Linked DNA regions of Mus musculus: region 2 is linked to region 1. A link is a contact called in public promoter capture Hi-C data. All regions are on one chromosome and are shown on one strand. Each heading gives the region's core, a stretch centred on a gene start, on an enhancer-like site or on the middle of the called end of the contact. The rest is flanking DNA. Distances are from core to core; before and after follow the strand shown. Region 1 holds the start of Rnd1 (Rho family GTPase 1). Region 2 overlaps Nckap5l (NCK-associated protein 5-like).

Region 1 (2,992 bases), core at 297-2,796:
GACATGCCCTACATTTACTGCCCCCCCCCCAAAAAAAAGCATCGATGATGCATCGCTTCATCATCGTCTCTAAGCCGCAGCCTCTGAGTTGCGGCAAGCAGACAGCTTCGGCTTGAGATGCAGGAGAGTGATATTCCCTCCAAAGCCGGCGGGGCGGGAGGGTGGCTCTCTGCCCCGCCACAGCTGCCTCCAGCAGCACCCTCCTACCTCATTTAACTTTGCTCTGGAGAACTAGAGAGAGAGGGAGAGAGGAGGGAGAGGAAGGGAGAGGAGAGAGACAGAGACAGAGGAGACGTCTGGTACTCCCGGGGAGTTCTCAGGGCTCCCTTCACCTCACCATCCAGAGGTGAACTAGACCAGAGACCCAAGTGGCACCCAGGCTTGTTCACTGCCTTCCAGGATCCTCTAAAATCATCAAAGCCCCAACCAAAGAATTTTTTACATTCTTTCCTTCGCTTTCCTGGCAAGCACCTATCTTCAAAGGTGGATTCCCAGCCCCCCCCCCCTTAAAAAAGCAGCAACTGCGGCTAGCCAATGGTGGTAGGATGGGGCATTTGGGGGTACACTCTTACCTGAGGTGTCCCAGAGACTAAGCTCCACTCTCTGTTCCTCTGTCTCCAAACAGGCTGTGTAATTCTCAAACACGGTAGGCACATAGGTCTGCGAGGAGACAGGAAACACTCACACCCCGGCAGCAGCATGCCCTCAGAACCCCACACCAAGCGTTGGCTACACATGCGCCGAGAAACACCAAAGTGTCAGATGGCGAGAAGCCAGAGGAGGGGGAGCCATTGGGGACTGTAGAGGTATTGGCCTTCGCTCCCCAGCCTGGGACAAACCCCCTACATCCTAGCTAGTCTGAGACACATACATTCGCATTTTCCTCACATCTCTAAATGTGTGTCCCATTTTTCAGAGCCACAAGCCAGTTTTAACCTCTGTCTTCTGCCCTCTAGTCCTTTGGCACAGGTGAACAGGCAAAACAGCAGAAGCCTGCGCGGGGGGGGGGGGGGGGGTTGGGGAGGGCACCCTCACAGAGCCTTATAGGAGGGGCAGGCAGGTACTGCGTCAAGAATGAAGCCCAAGCTCTCGGGAGCCTCCAGGTCTCAGGGATGAAGGCAAGTGGGAGGGGATATGATGGGTAAAGAGGTGAGGAGGAGCCGACCGGGCGGCAGAAGTGGGTCAGGTCTCTAGGGAAGCAAGACAGGGCAGTCCTCCAGCCAGAAGGCAAGGCAGGGTGGGGCGGCCTGCGGGTGGTGGAGAGCGCTGTCCCGGACAGGTGGGGGATCGACCCCGGGACGGCAGGGAAGCTCACCTCGGGATAGCAGTCTTTCGCTAGCACCTGTAACATCGCCGTCTTCCCACACTGCACGTCTCCCACCAGGACGAGCTTACACCTGACCACCACTGGCTGCGGTGCCCGTCTCTCCTTCATGGCTGCAGCCTCGGAGGGACGTGGACTCGGGTTCAGGGAGGAGGAGGTCGCGCCTCAAGTGTCCGCACTAGCACACTAGCGCGGGTTCCCTGCCTGCCTGCCTCCGACTGAGGCGGAGGCTCGTAAGGCTCCGCTATAAGTCTCAGACTGATCCAATCACAAGAGGAGGCGGACTCTGTCCAGGCCAATCCCTAAGGTGGGATCCCCTGCTGCAGCCAATAGTAGGAGACTCCGAGTCAGCGCCCTCTTCCTCCCTTCCCTTTCTGTTAAAGCTGCACGGTGGCTTCCTCTTGGAAGGGGATTCCCACGCTTTTTGTGTTGCTGTTAGGAGGTCAGGAGGGGACTGGAAGTAAAACTTAGTGATCTCTGAGTGTCTATGAGTTAGTGTCAAGACCCACAAAGAGCTATAGAATCAGGCTGTCTGTCCCAGGAAGACAGCAGGACCTGCCTAAACTATGGACAGGTGGGTGGCATCTCTCGGGGGAGAGGGTGACTCCTTAATTTTATATAGTTCCTATTCACACTGGTTCCACTTCTGGGATCTCCTAATAGAAGTCTCTGCTGCCCCTCTTTTACAGCCCGACTCCCTTCCTCAGGAATCGCCTTCCCCAAAACAAACCAAGAAAACAAAACAAGACAAACAAAAAATAACTTGACCCAGAGATAGGCAAAGAAAACAAAGGAGGGCGTCTTTCAAGTAGGAACAGGAGAGAGAAAGACCAAACAAGCTGCTTTCTGCCAGCCAGGAGCCAGCTCATGCCAGGCCTGGCAAGCAAGAGTGAAGGTGTTTTGTTCTGTGGCCTGGCTTCAGTGTCCGAGATGAATCCAGGGCAGGTCTAGTTCCAGGCTGATAGCCACGGATTCTGACGCACTGATAGTGTCACCTAGTGAGAGTCCAGCCTGGATGCCAGGGCTGGGCCTCAGGGATTAGAAATTGAAAACCAATCATTGTAGACTGAGATAAACTACAAACTGCCGCCGACTGGCCCTAGCCTGCAAGCCTCCACGGCTTCTGCAGACCCCTCTACTAGACAGAGCTATGGAAGTACACAGCTCATATAAGCCACTGGCCACCAAGGAAGTCCCGTGAGGCCTCCAGAGAATTGGGGGAGGGGCAGTTTAGGGCAAACTTGAGAACAACCTAGGGTTCCCCTTACCCTGTTCTGTTGGTTTGGTTTCTTTCTTTCATTTTATTTTATTTTATTTTATTTTTTTTAGAGAACATCACACTGGAACTTGCCGTATATAGCCCATCTTCTTGCCTCAGGCCTCAGGCCTGAAATTCAGACAGAGAACACCAGCCCTGGCTCACGGTTGTCTTGAGGTCCCTTCTCGAACAACCCCAAGCTTTGCTCATAAGCCAGTCATTGCCACCCACCCAAGACCATTTTCCCTGAAATTAATAAGCACCTTTCAAAGGCTTCACAGGCCCTATGGACAGATCTAGTAAGACAGCCAGGCCCACTATAACGGAGAATGGACGTTATCTGGGAAATGTAGTCCAGCCAGTCTCCCTCTAGTCTACTCTTATGGTTCCCAGCTTCTCTGTAGGCTCAC
Region 2 (2,771 bases), core at 90-2,589, 740 kb after region 1:
GACAACCGATGGCTGTCTGCTCTCTCCTTCCACCATGTGGGCCTGGAGAAGTGAGTCAGGCTTGGTGGCAAGGGCCTTTTACCCCTGAGTCTGTACAGGGGTCTGACTGTTTTTGAAACAGGGTCTTCTGTAGCTGAGGCTACTACATTCTGCAGCTCAGGAAGGCCTGGCCTCCTGCCTCCCAGATGCTGATGCCAAAGTGTCAACACCTCACACCTGGCTTCCAAAAGACCATTTCTTTCTTTTTTGTTTTTGTTTTTTGTTTTTTTTTTTGGAAACAGGGTTTCTTTGTGTAGGCCTGGCTGTCCTAGAACTCACCCTGAAGACCAGGCTGTCCTAGAACTCATAGATCTGCCTGCCTCTGCCTCCTAAGTGCTAGCACGCTGGGCCTTGCTTTCTTCTTATGACAATCTATTATTGAACCTGCGATTTACCATTTGACCCAACTGGCTACTTATCAAGTCCTGATATCCACCTGGCTTGGCCCCCTCCCCCACCCCCAAGTGCTGAGGTTATAGACACACACCTTCAAGCCTGGCTTTTATGTAGGTGCCAGCTATTTGAAACTAGGGTTCATGTTCCCACAAGCAAGAACCGTACCCTGAAACTGGACAGAGGGCTGTGAATCAACCCAGATTTGTAGGTCTTTAATAATTAAAACGTTTTTAAAAAGCTGGTCCCCGGGGCTGGAGAGATGGCTCAGTGGTTAAGAGCACTGACTGCTCTTCCGAGCCAAAGGTCCTGAGTTCAAACCCCAGCAACATGGTGGCTCACAACCATCCTAATGAGATCTGACTCCCTCTTCTGGTGTGTCTGAAGACAGCTACAGTGTACTTAGATATAATAATAAATAAATCTTTAAAAAACAGCTGGTCCCCTTCCCTAAAATCACAGACGACCCCACAAGTACTTACCGTGAACTTTTGGCTTTAAGAGATTTATTTATACACTTGAATTACCCCAGAGAATAAGGGCGGGGATCTAGAGCTGGGGTTTGCTACAGAGCATGTTTTCTTTTTTTAAACTTTTTTTTTTAAAGGAAACAAAACATACTATTTGTGGGGGGGAAAAGTAGAAAAAAGGAAATAAAATAAACCCCTGGCAGCCTTAGAGAGGCTATTTTTTTTTTCTTTTTCTTTGTGTGTGTGGGTGTCGCGGAGGGAGGGGTGGGGGCGGGGGGCTTCCTGCAAAAGGAGAGGTGCCAGTGTGCGGAGCCCGCCTCTTTCCCGCCTTTTGGCTTTGGCCTTTTGGGGGAGGGCAGCTGTCTGGCAGTCTGAACTTCCTGTGTTTGGGAAACCCGGCTGAGGTCTTACATGAACATTCGCCCATTGTTCTTGAGGAGAGTGAGGTCACAGTAACTTTACAAGCAGCTGTTGCAAACCGAGACACCAAGTGTTCTGCCCCAGCCATGATCAAGGAGGTTTTCAGCAAAGCTTTCCTTGAGCGCCAAGAAACCGGGCTCCCTGGAGTATCAATAAACCCACATGCTCCCGCCCTCAAATTCTTTCAGTTGGAACCGAGCCCTGGGTCCGGGGAGGGGGGCCATTGTCATGTGGGCTATGGCTGACTGGGATCAGGCAGGAGTTGGGGGAGGGGGAGATTGTCATGTGGGCTATGGCTGACCATGGTGGGCAGGGCTGCCTCCCGGGACCACTATGGTTCCTGCAGCCTATCCTGCCCTGGGACATTTCTCCAGTCAACTCATTCTGACCCAGGGACCGAGGTGGCACCTGGTATTTTCAAATTCCTAGCATACTGAGCAGACCCTGTCGAGAACATGGATTTTGGTCTTAGCTTTGAAGTGAAGATGAAAGCCCACCATGCCAAACTCCTTTCCAGGAAGGAATGGGATCTAGGAGGCCAACGCAGTTCTAACAGGAAATGATGTAATGCATCAGGCTTAGGGCAATAACAGGTCAAGAAACCAGTCAGGAGTTGGTCAGAAACCAAGATGCAGACTTCCGTTAGTACACCTAGGAAGGGGCAGGGACAAAACTGCATTGTCAGACCCTGTTCTGGTCTTGTTAATTTCTTCAGTGATGGCGTCAGCTAAGGGAAGATGGCAGATGTGGGCGGAGCGTAGAGCGTGAAGGAGAACAGGGGCGGGGCCACCTGGCCTCAGGCTGCTGATGGGGCGGGGCCACCTGGCCTCTCAGTCTAATATACAGATGAGGAAAACCAAGGTTTGTAGTGATAGGTTTTTTTAGGAACGCCAGCTCTGGTGATAAATATCCTTGGCTTCTAGTGCTCCCGAGTCATATAGAGATGGTTTATAAAGCACGAGGAAGTGAGTTGAGAGACAGCATAGTGTGCCGGTGTGAGGGTAGTCCTCTCAGGCTCTTCCCCTCTCGGCCTGGGTAGTCACTGACTGTCCCGTGTCTATATATAAAGCCAGTGGGACTGCTCCGAACTGGCCAGTCCCCAACCTGGAGCATAGAGAGGTTTGAGCGCATGATCACAGGCCTCTTCCCCATCTTTCTCACCAAGGCTGCATGGCCTTGTGTGCCCTCTGGTCAGTGACATCCTCTGGGCTTCAGATCTACACAGGTCACTGTAAGTCACCTTCTAGCCAGCTCCTCCAGGGGAAGGGCACAGAGCCTCATTAGAGCACCCGAGGGTCCCTGGACCTACCCACCAGTCCACCCGAAGGATTATAGAGAAGCCAGCAAGCACAAAGGGGGGGCTGCCACACAACAGTCACGGTGGGGAGAGGCCTCCACGTTTTATTAGGGATGCTGCAGAAGCAGGGCTGCTTTTCAACAACAGATAAA

Evidence for each region. Promoter capture Hi-C pulls out the DNA fragments that hold promoters and counts their contacts.
Region 2: a promoter capture Hi-C map of liver shows a contact between it and region 1, with 2.5 times the contacts expected there. The contact joins the enhancer-like site here to the promoter of Rnd1 in region 1.

What each region holds. Positions count from the first base shown.
Region 1 is chr15:98,675,915-98,678,906 of GRCm38.p6, forward strand. Rnd1 (Rho family GTPase 1) reads right to left here and starts at 1,547. Exons shown (of 5, transcript NM_172612.3): 1 at 1,316-1,547; 2 at 573-660. The coding sequence starts at 1,435.
Region 2 is chr15:99,419,337-99,422,107 of GRCm38.p6, forward strand. It overlaps Nckap5l (NCK-associated protein 5-like), which reads right to left. Exons shown (of 13, transcript NM_001001884.1): 13 at 2,698-2,771. Among named protein-coding and RNA genes, the nearest start is that of Nckap5los, 12 kb to the right of the region's middle. RefSeq lists an enhancer at 618-2,221. Within about 2 kb of position 1,340, at least 174 of the 459 cell types and tissues checked have an H3K27ac peak or open chromatin away from gene starts, as enhancers often do. A contact at or near this core is called in liver, where this site is marked.